Linked DNA regions of Anser cygnoides: region 1 is linked to region 2. Evidence: chromatin contacts called from public Hi-C data. All regions are on one chromosome and are shown on one strand. The core of a region is the stretch at or near the end of the contact, and the rest is flanking DNA. Distances in the headings are between cores, read along the strand shown. Region 1 holds the start of SMYD4 (SET and MYND domain containing 4). Region 2 holds the start of PITPNA (phosphatidylinositol transfer protein alpha).

Region 1 (6,147 bases), core at 883-3,382, 130 kb after region 2:
GCAGCCTCCAGACCGGCTTCTTGCAGTTTCCTGCATATAGCTACTACACTCAGCATGCAAAGGAACTTATGTTCAGGGCTATGCTTCTCAGCATGTGGCAAGAGGTTGAACACAGCTCGGTAAGAACTCTGGTACTGGCCATTATCATTACAACCAGGGATACCTCTGGTTCCAGTTCTCGTATCTGGTGCCTCACTGGGATGTTTACATCTTGCCTTGGTGTTATGAAGATCTTCATCATCATCATGGGACTGCTCCACCAGCCTGCTAACCTCTGAAAATCCTGCCAGTAGAACAGTCCTTAAAGCAACGTGGCAGAAGACCCCTAACGTGAGAAGCAGCGCTCCCAAGGAGCACTCTGTCCTGTGGTATTGCTCCCATGCCGTATCTGCACAGTTTTGGCTGCAGTACTTTGCATAACTGCACCCACGGCAAGGCACAGAGGCTAAAAGCTGCTTCAGACAACGGTGGCAATAAAGATCTGCGTTAGTGAATCGAGTATCCCACACCATTTCACCGCTGTCCTGTAGCAGGCAGCTCTCCCCTTCTTCTGGGCAGAGCACGCTTACAAAGGCCTCCTCTTTCAACAGGTTCTGTCCTGGCAGGATGTCCCGTGAGGCCACCAAGTGACGTCCTTTCTCTGTATTGAACTTCAAGCTCAAAGATGAAGACGCACCTGAAATACTGTCGTTCTCTTCCCAGATCTCTGGCTCTCTTTGAGTATCACCGCACGTTTCTCGTGCAGCCTCTGGACAGCTCTCTCTCTCAAGTACTTTAAGCTTCAGTTGATTTAACTTTTTCAGCAGCGTCTGGTGTGCAGGACTAGTCATAATCCCATCCAGAGCAATTTTATTTTCCACTGCAGCGAGGGTGTCTGCTGCATCCTGTACCCTCCCCAAGCACAGCAGGCATTCAGCTTTCCGCAGCAAGACCTTGGGCAGCAGTCTGTCTGGATAGCCATGACTTTGAGCCCTGGCAATATCTTCCAAACAAACCTAGAAACAAAGATAAGGCCTTTTAAATGTACTTGAAAATCACGTGCACTTTTATTCTGTCTAAGATTCAACATGTTTTAGTAAGACTGTTAATCGGCAAATTTCCCGTTCATAGCCAATCTGCGGCCAGATAAAAACTCCTAACATAGAATAAGAAGGAAAGCGTGGAAGTCTAAGTAACGATGGAAGCTTTGAGCACAGCTTCAGCAGCTTACCTCTCTTGCTCTGACAACCTGTCGTTATTGCGGCCTTTACAGAAGCAGCCACCTGAGGCCCCCCGTGCAGACATTGCATGCCAACACCTCAGATACCGCTTGGGCTTTTCTTTGCCCTATTTCCCCTTGTGCACACTGATCTGCTCCAGGACGCTCAGGAGCCCAGCCACCACCCCTCAGGGGCGCCCCAAAACCTCTTACCTCAAAGTGGCCGAGGTGAAAGAGAGCAGCCGAGCGGTTGGCAAAGCACAGGGACGCCTCGGGGCTGCCGGGGAGCTCGTGGGACGCTGCCTGCGGAGGAGAACGGAGGGCGCTGCCTCACGGGGGGGCACCACGGGCTGTGCCTCACCGGGGGCACCCTCAGCGGGACCCTCGTCACCCGGATGCTCCCTCACGGGGGAAACCCCAAACACCGGGCCTCGGGGGACCCCGAACACGGGGGGGGGGGGGACCCCAAACACCGGGGGGGAGGGAACACAAACACCGCGGGGGGGGACGCCCCATGAGCCCCGTACCCGCGAGTAGAGCAGCGCAGCATCACCGTAGCAGCAGCCGCCGAACCGCCGGTTCCCCTCCTCCCGGTACCAGCGAGCGGCCGCCGGTTCCTTGCCGGTGCGCGCCCGGCGGCACAGCCGCTGCAGGGCCGCCGCCTCCTCCGCTCCGGGCCTAACGGGACAACGGAAGGGGGGGTATCAGCACCGTTAGGCCCGGCCCGGCTTGTCCCGGTCCCTCCGGCCCCACCGCTCACCTGAGGAGGCCGCAGGCCACCCGCAGCGCCTCGCCCGGCGGCGCCGCCTCCAGCCGTTCCCTCAGCGCCGGCCCCAGCGCGGCCCGGCACCGCGCGGCGCAGCGCCGCCATTCCTCCACCGGCAGCGCCATGGAGCCACGCTCCCACCGCCTAATGGCGGCGCCCAGCCGGGTGAACCCCGGGAGCGCTTCCGCCGTACGGGGCCGGGCAGCCAATAGGAACGCTGGGACTGCTGGCGTCATGACGCGCCGGAAGCGGGAGCGCGGCTCGGAGCGGCGGGAGGATTTGGCGGTGGCGGAGCGCGGCGGGAGCGGCGGCACCATGAGCGTGCGGCTCAGCGAGGGCGCCATCGCGGTGAGCGGCCCCGAGGCGGCCCCGCGCTCCGGGACCGGGCGGGGGAACGTGTCTGGGCCCGCCTGGGCTCGGTTCGGGCCCGGTTCGGGTTGTGGCGGGGCGCGAAGGCTGTGCGAGGCCTGGCGAGGAGGGCTCGGGGCCGGGGGCGCGGCCCGGGGAGGGCGGCGGGGACGCGGTGCAGGCTCCGGTGCTGAGGGGAGCGGCGCGGTGCCGTGCTCTGAGGTGGCCCCGGCCCTGAGAGCCTCTGGTGGGCCCGCTGGTGCCAGCCTGTCCCTGGACACCCCCCCCCCCCCCCGGGGCCTCCTCCAAGCTCGCGTGGCGGTGGCATCTCGCTGAGTTTCTCTTTTTCTCCTCTCTAGGCCATCATGCAGGGGGAGAGCGTCACGAAGCCTGTGCTGCAAGTCATCGTGAGTACTCCCGGCCGCCTCTTGCTGCTGGCGGGTCGGTGGTCAGCTTCAACGTGGGAGGTGGAGCGGGGCTGTGCTGCAGTCAGGAGTGCTGTGCGGAGGAGCCCAGTGTGGCTGATGTGCCCTCGATGTCATTTAGAGTAATAGGTTTTGTGTGATTTGAGCTGTGCAGTTGATAGCTGCGTTCAAGGTAGGCAAGTTCACTTTGCTTATTAATCATACAAGGGACCTTAAAGACCACCTAACTCCAACCCCCTGCTACGGGCAGGATGCCACCCCCTAGATCAGGTTGTCAGAGCCCCATCCAGCCTGGCCTTGGACACCTCCAGAGATGAGACATCCACACTTTCCCTGGGTGACCTGTTCCAGTGCTTCAGCACCCTTACAGTAAAGAATTTCCTCCTAATGTCTAGAAGGTGTCAATTCATGTTTTTGAAGGGCTTCTGAGGAAATGAGGAGGAAGTAACAATCCGGTGTTTTCCCTGTAGAATACACGGGCCATTGCTACAGGAAATGGGCCTCCACGTTACCGAGTGTTGATGAGCGACGGGGTTAACACGCTGTCCTGTAAGTATGAAAAGCTGCCGTGAGATTTTTGTAAGTGGAGCGATACTGATGGTGCTGAAGTTTCAGATTTGACATCATGTTGCATAGTGATGAAAGAAGTATTAAATGAGAATGTGGTGTAAGTGGGGACTGCAGACTCTGAAGTGTGCAGCTGCATTTTAACGCTCAGACAAATTCCTTCTCTGGAACTTTCTTTGTGAGGTTGAAGCAATTAACTTGCTGTAGGATACAATGAAAATACAGACATCTATGTATGTTTTTGTAATGCAGGTTTTTAAAGTAGTTTGTCTTAGTCTTTTTCTGACTTCTTTAATATATGATCATTTTAGAGGTCTTTTCCAACCTAAGTGATTCTGCCATTCTATTGTTGCACTCTGAAGTTTGGGGAATAAATACAATTAAGTCTATGTTCAGTGTTGGCGACTTGTTAGTTGTTACACTGTTTGCTATGTGCTAGTTAACTGAGCAAGTTATAGGTCTAATGTAATGCTAGTAGGCTGGCTGGAAAAGTGTCCAGTTGTGGCAGACCCTCTTAAGGCTGGCGTGAGTTAATTGTTTCAGCATATTTCTCCTATTTTTGCAGCCTTCATGTTGGCAACGCAGCTGAACTCTCTCGTGGAAGAGGAACGCTTATCAGCCCAGTGTATTTGCCAGGTTAACAGATTCATTGTCAACAGCTTAAAAGATGGAAGGTACATACATTTCTTCAAGTATGGTTCTACAGAAGGACAGCTGTGCTAGCAGGTGCTCTGTCCTGGGTGACTAAGCAAAGACCAAATCCTTTTGATTAGGATTATCTGAAAATAATAAGACTTTAGGGTGCAGGAGGGAAAATACACAGCGCAGGCACTTACAGAATGTGACTGCAGCAGGTGCACGTGTGCCTAGCATAGTGACTTAGTAATTGAAGACTTCCAGTTGGAATACTGTTAAATCATACTGTTTTTTTTCAATTCACTTAAAACTACCCGATGTGGTAAAGAAACAGTGAAGATTGCATGTTGCTTAGGTGTTGTAAAATCTTTGGTCTGTTATGAGACTTTAAGAGAAGCAAGTTAGGCATGGTAAAATGAGAAGTGATCTGATTGAAGCGATCATCTAAAAGCTGTGTCTGTCTGGGAGAACACGATAGGAGGTTCTGCATCTGTTTTTATTCCACAGTTTTCTGGAGGGAACATAACTTCTTTTGAGGCAGGAAACGGATTCTCTTGTGAAATCTGGCATGGTTTCAATACTCTTAAAACACTGTTTCAACCCATTTTTGTGTGCCCATGCAGCCTGCCATCGGCCGTCCTTGGTGAAACGTGATACTTTTTCAGGCCTATTTGTACATCATGAGAGGGTCAAGCTGACAGTGGAGAGCTTTTGTTTTCCACATCCCTTGTAAGAAGAATCAGCCCCTAATGGTTGCTTCTGGTATCTGCGCAGAAAGGATACTCAGCCTGATAGACTTGCAGAGAGAGTGAAAGTCTTTTATAATTGTCTATTTTGTGTTTGTAGGAGAGTGGTTATCTTGATGGACTTAGATGTTCTGAAAACTGCTGATATGGTTGGTGGTAATATTGGCAATCCAGTGCCGTACAACGAAGGTGAGTATCCTCTGTGAACAAATAGCTCATCTGAACGCACTATCTGTTATGATAGTCTTTCAGCTGTCTTTCTTTCTTTGCCTTTAAAAAGAAGCAGTCAAGCATGTTCAGCTTTCTTATGCCTCCAGCACTAATGTCTGTATCTCGAAAATCCTTTCTGTTTGTGTAACACAAAGTAGGGTTTGTTCATATTTTCATAAACTCTGCATCTTGTCTCTAGCTTCAATCTCTAAATGGCATTGAGAAGTATCTACACTCTGTGATAGCATTGACAGGTTTTTATTATATGTTAGTGGTCTTTATGTAGAGTTTCAGTAGGTATGTGAAAGCTGTTCAATATCTCTTTGTGATGAGTAACCAAGTAAGTTAGGTCTTCTTCTGTCTGGGAAGAAAATGTCAGGAGGAAGATGTAATAATGATCTATAAAACTGTAAGATGGCACGGAGCGGATGAATAAAGAATGACAAATTTCTTTTTCTCTTCTGCATTCACTTGATGCTCTTTAGTTCTCATATTATCAGGTAGTGGTTTTAAAACAAAGGCTGTACTACACCCCCAAACAGTGTATAGTTAAATTATGGAACATGCTGCTACATGAGTTAGGTGCCAAAAATTGGCACAGGTTCAAAAAGCAATTAGATATAAAAAAAAAAAAATCCATTAAAGGCTGTTAAACATAACAATACATCCTCTGTGTGAATGTTAGGTTCAGGAAGCACTAAAACTTATATTGCTCGAAGTAGATAGATGAGATACTGTTAGGAAAACATGGCCAGCATACAGACTTCCCTAAGCATCTGGTCCTATGCTGCCATCTGAAAAATGATGATGCTTTGGGTGGCCATTAAGCTGACCTCCTGTGAATCTTCTGCTTTCCACTGCTGAAGTAACTGCATTCTTCATTTTCATGTGCTGACTTACGAGTTGTCAGACAAACATTTTTCAGGTTAGTATAATTTTTTTCCCCCTGAGATGTTCAAAAGTATGTTCAGTTCTTGTAGTTCTCTTTCTTAAAAAGAGGGAGGATAATAAACACTCGAAGAAAATATTTGAACATCTCCAACATTGATGTACATACAGATAATGGCTGACATTTAATAGCAAATAGCTTTTTTCGGTGGATTTTTTTCATTTGTCTCTTTTCTGCTGGAATCGAATTAATTTATCGCTAAGAACTAGTGGCAACAACTTTCTGTAAGATATTTTGGACAAATGGTGGTAGGTACGCTGCCGTTCTGGTTAAAGATCTACTTTATTAACTGAAGCTGAAAT
Region 2 (6,257 bases), core at 1,844-4,343:
ACTACTCAAGAGCATCCAGAGGAAAAGCTTCCCAGGAGCAGCAATAGGAACAAAGACACCTAAATTTGGGACAGAACTTGACCAAGCGATGAGAAATTATATGATGTGGTTGCCTGCCACATCAAAGGCCTGAAAATGATAAAGAACGTTTAAGATTCCTCCTAGATTAAAATATGCCTCGAATGACAGCAAAGGGAAGTACAGCTGCAGAGAAGGTCAGTGTCATTATCGTCACTTCACAGGAAAGGGAAGCGACTCTCTATACTCAGATTCTCCTCAAGGTCTTCCGACGCAGTTTAAATCAAAATAGGGAGAGCGTGCAAGCATGCAAGATCTTAACCAGCACTTACAAACTTTGCAACTGAAACCAACCAAAGAGACAAAGAAAACCAAAACCAAAACGCAACAACCCTCTCACCCACGCACAAAACCCAACCATGCAGCTTATCCAGAGTACGGATAGGTAGAAATGAAAGATAAGTCTGAAAGATTGATAGGACACCAAAGGTACACTTTAAAGCTATCACTGCATAACCACCAGTGAAAGAAGCTGCACAGAAAAGACAGATGATGCAGATTGTCTGGGAATAAAAGGTGTGATACAGGCTTTTTGTTATATTGTTCTATATCTGTAATATCTCCTAAAATACCTACGGAGCACATAATAATACCCATTTGATTTAGTAGGGAGGATGTGACGAGGGGTCACAGCGGTGGAAGAACAATCTGCTCAGAGGGCGCACAGCTACAACTCGCTTGTATTTCTGCCACCTACAGCGGCGGGCAGGCAGCAAGGTACCTGACTGCAGCACTGGGGCAACCAGAACTAAACACAGGCAACAGAATGACTTTGACTATCCAGGTCACGCCAAAAAAAGTTGTTCCCATACGCCTTAAATAACTGCTTCCTAGAACACAAGAGTTCCCCAACAGCGTGCAAGATGGGTGACTTTTACATACAACGTCAAGGATGATTAATACCAAAACCAACAGTGACAACTCAGAATGCGCAACTGTTGGAACCAGTTGGGAATCCCAAGAAGTCCAAAGTCAATGCACAAGTTTTTAATGGACAGTGGCAACCTTGACTGTCCTTAGAGCCACATGAGGACATCTTAACAGAGACTGAGAGAAAAGGAACAGGACAATATAGCGAACAAGACTCAAAGGGTTTGGTGACCCTTCTGAAAAAAGAAATGGAAGCCTGTAAAAAGAAAGAAATTCAGTAATTCTGCTTTTTTAACCTTTGTCTTAATGTCTACTCCACATTTTCTTTCAGGAATAAGCAGCATATAAGACCAGTATGTACACTGATTTGGTGAGGTAAATGATAATAGCAAGCAAAACGACTTTTGGAAGTGATCCTTCTCAAAATTGACTTTAAACGCAGAAGCCTGACAATTTAAAGTAGCGATGTTCCCATCTTTACGTGATGCTCTGTAGGTAGCATAGCTCACTGGCAAGTGGGCTTTACTGCAGTACAGGGCAACAAACTGGAAAGGAAAACCAGGAAACACACATGAATTTGAATAGAAATAAACCAGACAGGTGCTGTAAGAAGCAAAGTACATTAACCAACTAAATTAATAGGGAAATCTCAATGAAATAGATGTTATAGAAGAACAAATTAATTAGCTTTTCATGCATCTGAAACTAAGTGCTCAGCCAATGCTTCTGTTTGCTATCCAGTTTAGCACTACAGAAGGTAACAGTGCCTCTGTGTTACAGTGACCAGCTCTTAAATTCTACACCCCTACTGTTGGATAAAAATGGCACGGGTTTAAAGATTGGGGGGGGAAGTTATTCAAGCTTAAAGACAACTACAAGGATCAGCACAACCTTCCTCAGAGTTTTAATACTTAGATCCAAAGCACATCCATGATCTGACAAAGCAATTGCTACAAGGAGGACACTGTCATGTAGGTAAATGTGTCTGAGAGAAGACCTGAAAACCCACTTTGTCATTGGGATCAGCGCATAAGAAAAGAAGAGGGGAAAAAAAAAAAGTGTTTTCTATCAGTCAGAAGAAGTTTAAAAGGACAGGATGCAGGTAGGAAAACCAAATGTAAACTGAACATCCGAGCCTTGAGAGCTGACAGAAGAGCCGTGCAGCGGTGCGCCCAGCTCCAAGCCACCTAACCAAAGTGCACCGGTCCAAAAGAGCACACCACGTTAGCAGGCAGAAAGGCGCCGAACAAAAGACTTGGGCACAGCGGTGTGACTAATAGTTACACACAGCTGGGACGGATCCGCCAGCCTGCCCGCAGCCTGCCTTCCACCCTGTCCCTGTCGGGCAGAACAACCCCGCAGCAACGGCGACCAACTCCAAGGTGAGGGCTGCGCACCGAGACGTATTTCGGAGCTCTCCGGCACACTGAAGTCCTCGCTGAGTTCCTAGCTAGAAATCACACGGCTAAAGGAAAGGACAAGGGCGATAAAACACCGAGCTTGTCATTTAGATGGGGGCAGGATCCCTGCCACCGCTGCGTCCCTGTGAGGAAAACCCCAACCCCCTGCCCTGGCAGCCCCTCTCCCGGTCCAGGCGGGTTCCCCCGGGTGGGGGACACCCGTACCCCGGTACACAGCCGGTGCTGAAGGGCCGGGAAGACCAAAAAGGGGGGGGGGGGGGGGGCACCGAGCCCCAAATCGCCCCCCCCTCCCCGTGAGGCTCCGCAGGCCGCCGGGCCCGGGGGAGCAGCACCGGGAGGCCGGTCCCCGCTTGTGGCCTCCGGTTCCCGGGGAGGGGGGGGCTCCTTCACCTCACAGCCGCCTCCGCGACCTTCACACAGCGCCCCCCGTGCCCGTCCTTCCCTCCCACACCGGCACCGGGGCCCGGCCGGGCCTTTCTCCCCCCCCCCACCCCCCCCCCAAAGCTCCGCCGCTCCTCAGAGGCACCGCTGGGTGACCGGAGGCCACAACGGAGGAAGGGAAGACGGGGAGAAGGAGCTGCCCGCACTCACTATTCCTTGATGAGCACCATGGCGGCGCCTCCCGCTCACGGCACCGGGCGCCTCCCGGCCGCTCCGCGCCGCACCGGGACGGGGAGGGGAGGGGAGGGGAAAGGGGGGGGGGGGGGAACCGGGAGGGGAGGGGGGAGCGGGGCGGCGGGAGCAGGGGGCGGGGCGTTGCCGCGGCAACCGCTGCGTCACGGCGGCGCGCAGGCGTCGCGCGCGCACGCCTCGCGGGAGGCCATTACGGGGGGGGGGGGGGGGGGGGAGGTTTTCCCGCCTCAGTGCTTCCCGCCTCGGTCCCATCAGCGCTGAGCCGCCCCCCCCCCCCCTTTTTACTGGGGTTCAGCCTCTAAAAACTGCTCTTTTTGTGTAATAAGGGGCTGGCAAATGACGTGGTGCTAATGTAGAGACCTAGGGGATGATGCCAAGGAGTGTTTTTTTCAGGGAATGGGGCTCCGCGGGGCCGGCGGGGCAAGGTTTATGGCGAGTCCTCGGTGATGTGAGGTGCACTTGGCATTAACGATGACGTGAAATATCTAAAGATATCTTAAAATAATAATAAAAAATGGAAGTGTAGGTCTCTGTGTGCGTGACCTCTGTTTAAGGCAGGAAAATAGCTAAAGAGCACCAGCTGTACTACTTCATCACTGCAATCACACAGAGCAAGGATCACCTTTATTTGACTGGAAAATCGAGCACTATATGTTCAGCATCACCAAGCTCAAGCGTGGATAACTGAAACGTGCGGCTTTTCCACTCGCACCCAGCACCTCTGCTGTAACGCTCCCACCTAAGGCTACACACATTTATCTGTCACTACTGGATACCAGGTCATCCTGTTTGGTAAAGCCTGATCTCTTTCTCAACCTGCTATCTAAATTAAAAATAATAATAAATACTAATGCATTGAGATTTTTTCCTCAGATGAAGATTAATTGAAATCTGGCTGTGAGCTCCTACCTAGAGAAGAAAAGGACAAGGAAGCATTCGAAGTGCAGCCAAGCAATTTGGCAGACAGCACTGCGTAAAGCGCTCAGGCTTACATAGTCTTGTTAGGAAGCAAGCAATACTTGTATTATGTTCAGCCTGAAAAGGAAAACTAATGATTAACTTAATACCACATTTATTTTTAGATAGCACTGCAAGAATGCACATCACCTTACAGACACAAAAGATGACGCTGGCCTGCCACAGGGCGCTTACATTTTAGCTTTGACAAACACGCCACAAAACAAAAATCTCAGGGACAGGAAGAAGTGGAGGCTGTCAGGTTGTAAAGGGGGGACATCTAAAAAAAAGGAGGGGAGGGGATTATTCCAGGAATAAAAAAGCAAGTTGATGAGGGTCAGGTGCTAGGAAGAGGACAACAGCATGGAGCACAGCACACCTGATAAAAACAGATCGCGCAGAGACAGGCAGAACCGCACAGGTAGAAAAACAAGCTGTAGGGTTTATAATTAATATGTCGGAATGCATCTACATAATACATCATTGTTTCAGCTATTTCCAGAGATTATAATGGTGACATGTCATCAGGAGCGTCTTTTTTTTTTTTAATTGTCAGTGTTGGGTTTGGTTTTTTTTTCAGGCCCTTCCCATCAGTAACCTTAGTGTAATATCATTTTCTATTATGAATAACTTTGCACTTCTAAACTGGGAAGTGGGGAAATAGAAAAAGCTCTGCAGATGCAGGAAAAAAAAATGCTCAAAGCAGAAATTTAACAAAACTTGAAGTTTTTCTTTTTCCCTTGCAGTATCTGCTTTATATTTTGTGGCATATTTCCCAAATCCATCAACCTGTCACGAGGGAAATTTCTTACTTTAAAACATTTTAGTGATTTACTGTCTTAGTTAAAAATCTCGTTATCCTACAATTTTCCTTTGTAGAGAGCATGAAGAGCTCAGGCTTTGTTGTGGAAGTTAAATGTTTCACTTGTAGCTGTGTTGCAGCTAAGTTGGACTCCCAGCAAGATTTGTTCTTTTCTTATTTTTGTACACGTGTCCAGTTACATCTTAAGGATCCAGATACTCTGTCAGTAACTGAATACAGTTACCAGTCCTGATTAGAAAAAACACCACAGATATTCTCTGCTACTCTTAATGGCAACATGCACTGCTTGTTGATGTACTTTGTAGATTGTTGATGGGACTTAGGTATTGACAAATTAGTGAAAGGAAAAAGCAATCACCCTTCCTTCCCCATTCAGTTTTTTTTTGTTTTTGTTTTTTAAAAAAAGATGCATATTAAATGCATGAGGGTTTGTAGAGACCAGGAGCGGCATTTCCAAAAGGTACAGTCACCTTTGCACGGCAACACCCCTGACAGAAGGCTCCTACAAATGGCAGGCACCCACAGCTTAGGTTTCTGCTTCATTACATTCAGGTGGGGATGCTTGTACTGAGGGGATGAGGCTTTTTCCATGACCACCTCCTCACCCGCTCCTTACCCTTCTAATATGAGTGATAGGGAAACACATTGACCTATATTTGAGTTATAAAGGTAAATTCATTATTGATCTAATTTATGTGGCTCTCTAGTATTTGGTAGCCCACTTATTTTTTCCACAGGATGGCTCATGCACACAGAAGAGTGCACTGGGAATTTTCTCAGTCCTGCATCACTTGGCTAGAAAGCAGCAATGCTATTTTCCATTACAAATGTATGTAATTATTACATTTCCATAAGCATCAACAAAAAAGGCAAACTGCCCCTGAACAATCATGCTTAAGAGGACCATCTCAACAGTTTGTTTCTGCAGCATCCAAGGCAACATTTAGAAAAGGCTGAAGCCAGAATACTCTGTTTATCTTCTTAGAGCCGACCCCTGCAGAAGGTGCAGCATTTAAGCAGTTATGCCACAATTAGTAGAGGATGTGCACATCTAGCATGCAGATACAGTTTTGTAGATAAGTTTGAGACTGCTTTTAAAATTAATTTAGTTCACAACTGTCAGAGTAAATTACACCCCATGAGATCAGATCAGCATTCCACCTAGCCCAGCATGTATTTTCTCAATCTTTGACCAGCAGCATATTCTTGAAGAGACAGTGTGCAGGAAAGTAATCTTTCCTTGGCATAACTTTCTTATTTACAGCAACTTAAAATCTCCCTGAGTTATTGGATGCATCAGACCACTGTTTAACCAGCCCCTTGTTTTAAAAAAATAAAAATAATAAATGCTTTTGTTCCCTACCACATTCTACAGCAATACATTTCACGGTTTGACTTTGGGCTGCATGAGAAAGTATTCCCATTTGTCCCTTTAACCCTAAACAACTAAAACATCATTGTGTACCCACCAGTCC

Evidence for each region. A called contact is a pair of places that touch in the nucleus more often than the background predicts.
Region 1: a contact with region 2 is called in a Hi-C map of liver, with 2.1 times the contacts expected there. The contact joins the promoter of SMYD4 here to the promoter of PITPNA in region 2. A contact is called at or near these places in 3 of 7 Hi-C or Micro-C datasets (all in liver).

Annotation. Positions count from the first base shown.
Region 1 is chr18:7,517,510-7,523,656 of Taihu_goose_T2T_genome, forward strand. SMYD4 (SET and MYND domain containing 4) reads right to left here and starts at 2,133. Exons shown (of 11, transcript XR_010825751.1): 1 at 1,959-2,133; 2 at 1,726-1,876; 3 at 1,412-1,501; 4 at 1-995. RPA1 (replication protein A1) reads left to right here and starts at 2,159. Exons shown (of 17, transcript XM_048067959.2): 1 at 2,159-2,312; 2 at 2,672-2,719; 3 at 3,208-3,286; 4 at 3,870-3,978; 5 at 4,787-4,875. The coding sequence starts at 2,199.
Region 2 is chr18:7,383,483-7,389,739 of Taihu_goose_T2T_genome, forward strand. It overlaps PITPNA (phosphatidylinositol transfer protein alpha), which reads right to left and starts at 3,094. Exons shown (of 12, transcript XM_066979902.1): 1 at 2,961-3,094. The coding sequence starts at 2,980. It overlaps SLC43A2 (solute carrier family 43 member 2), which reads right to left. Exons shown (of 14, transcript XM_066979901.1): 14 at 3,608-6,257.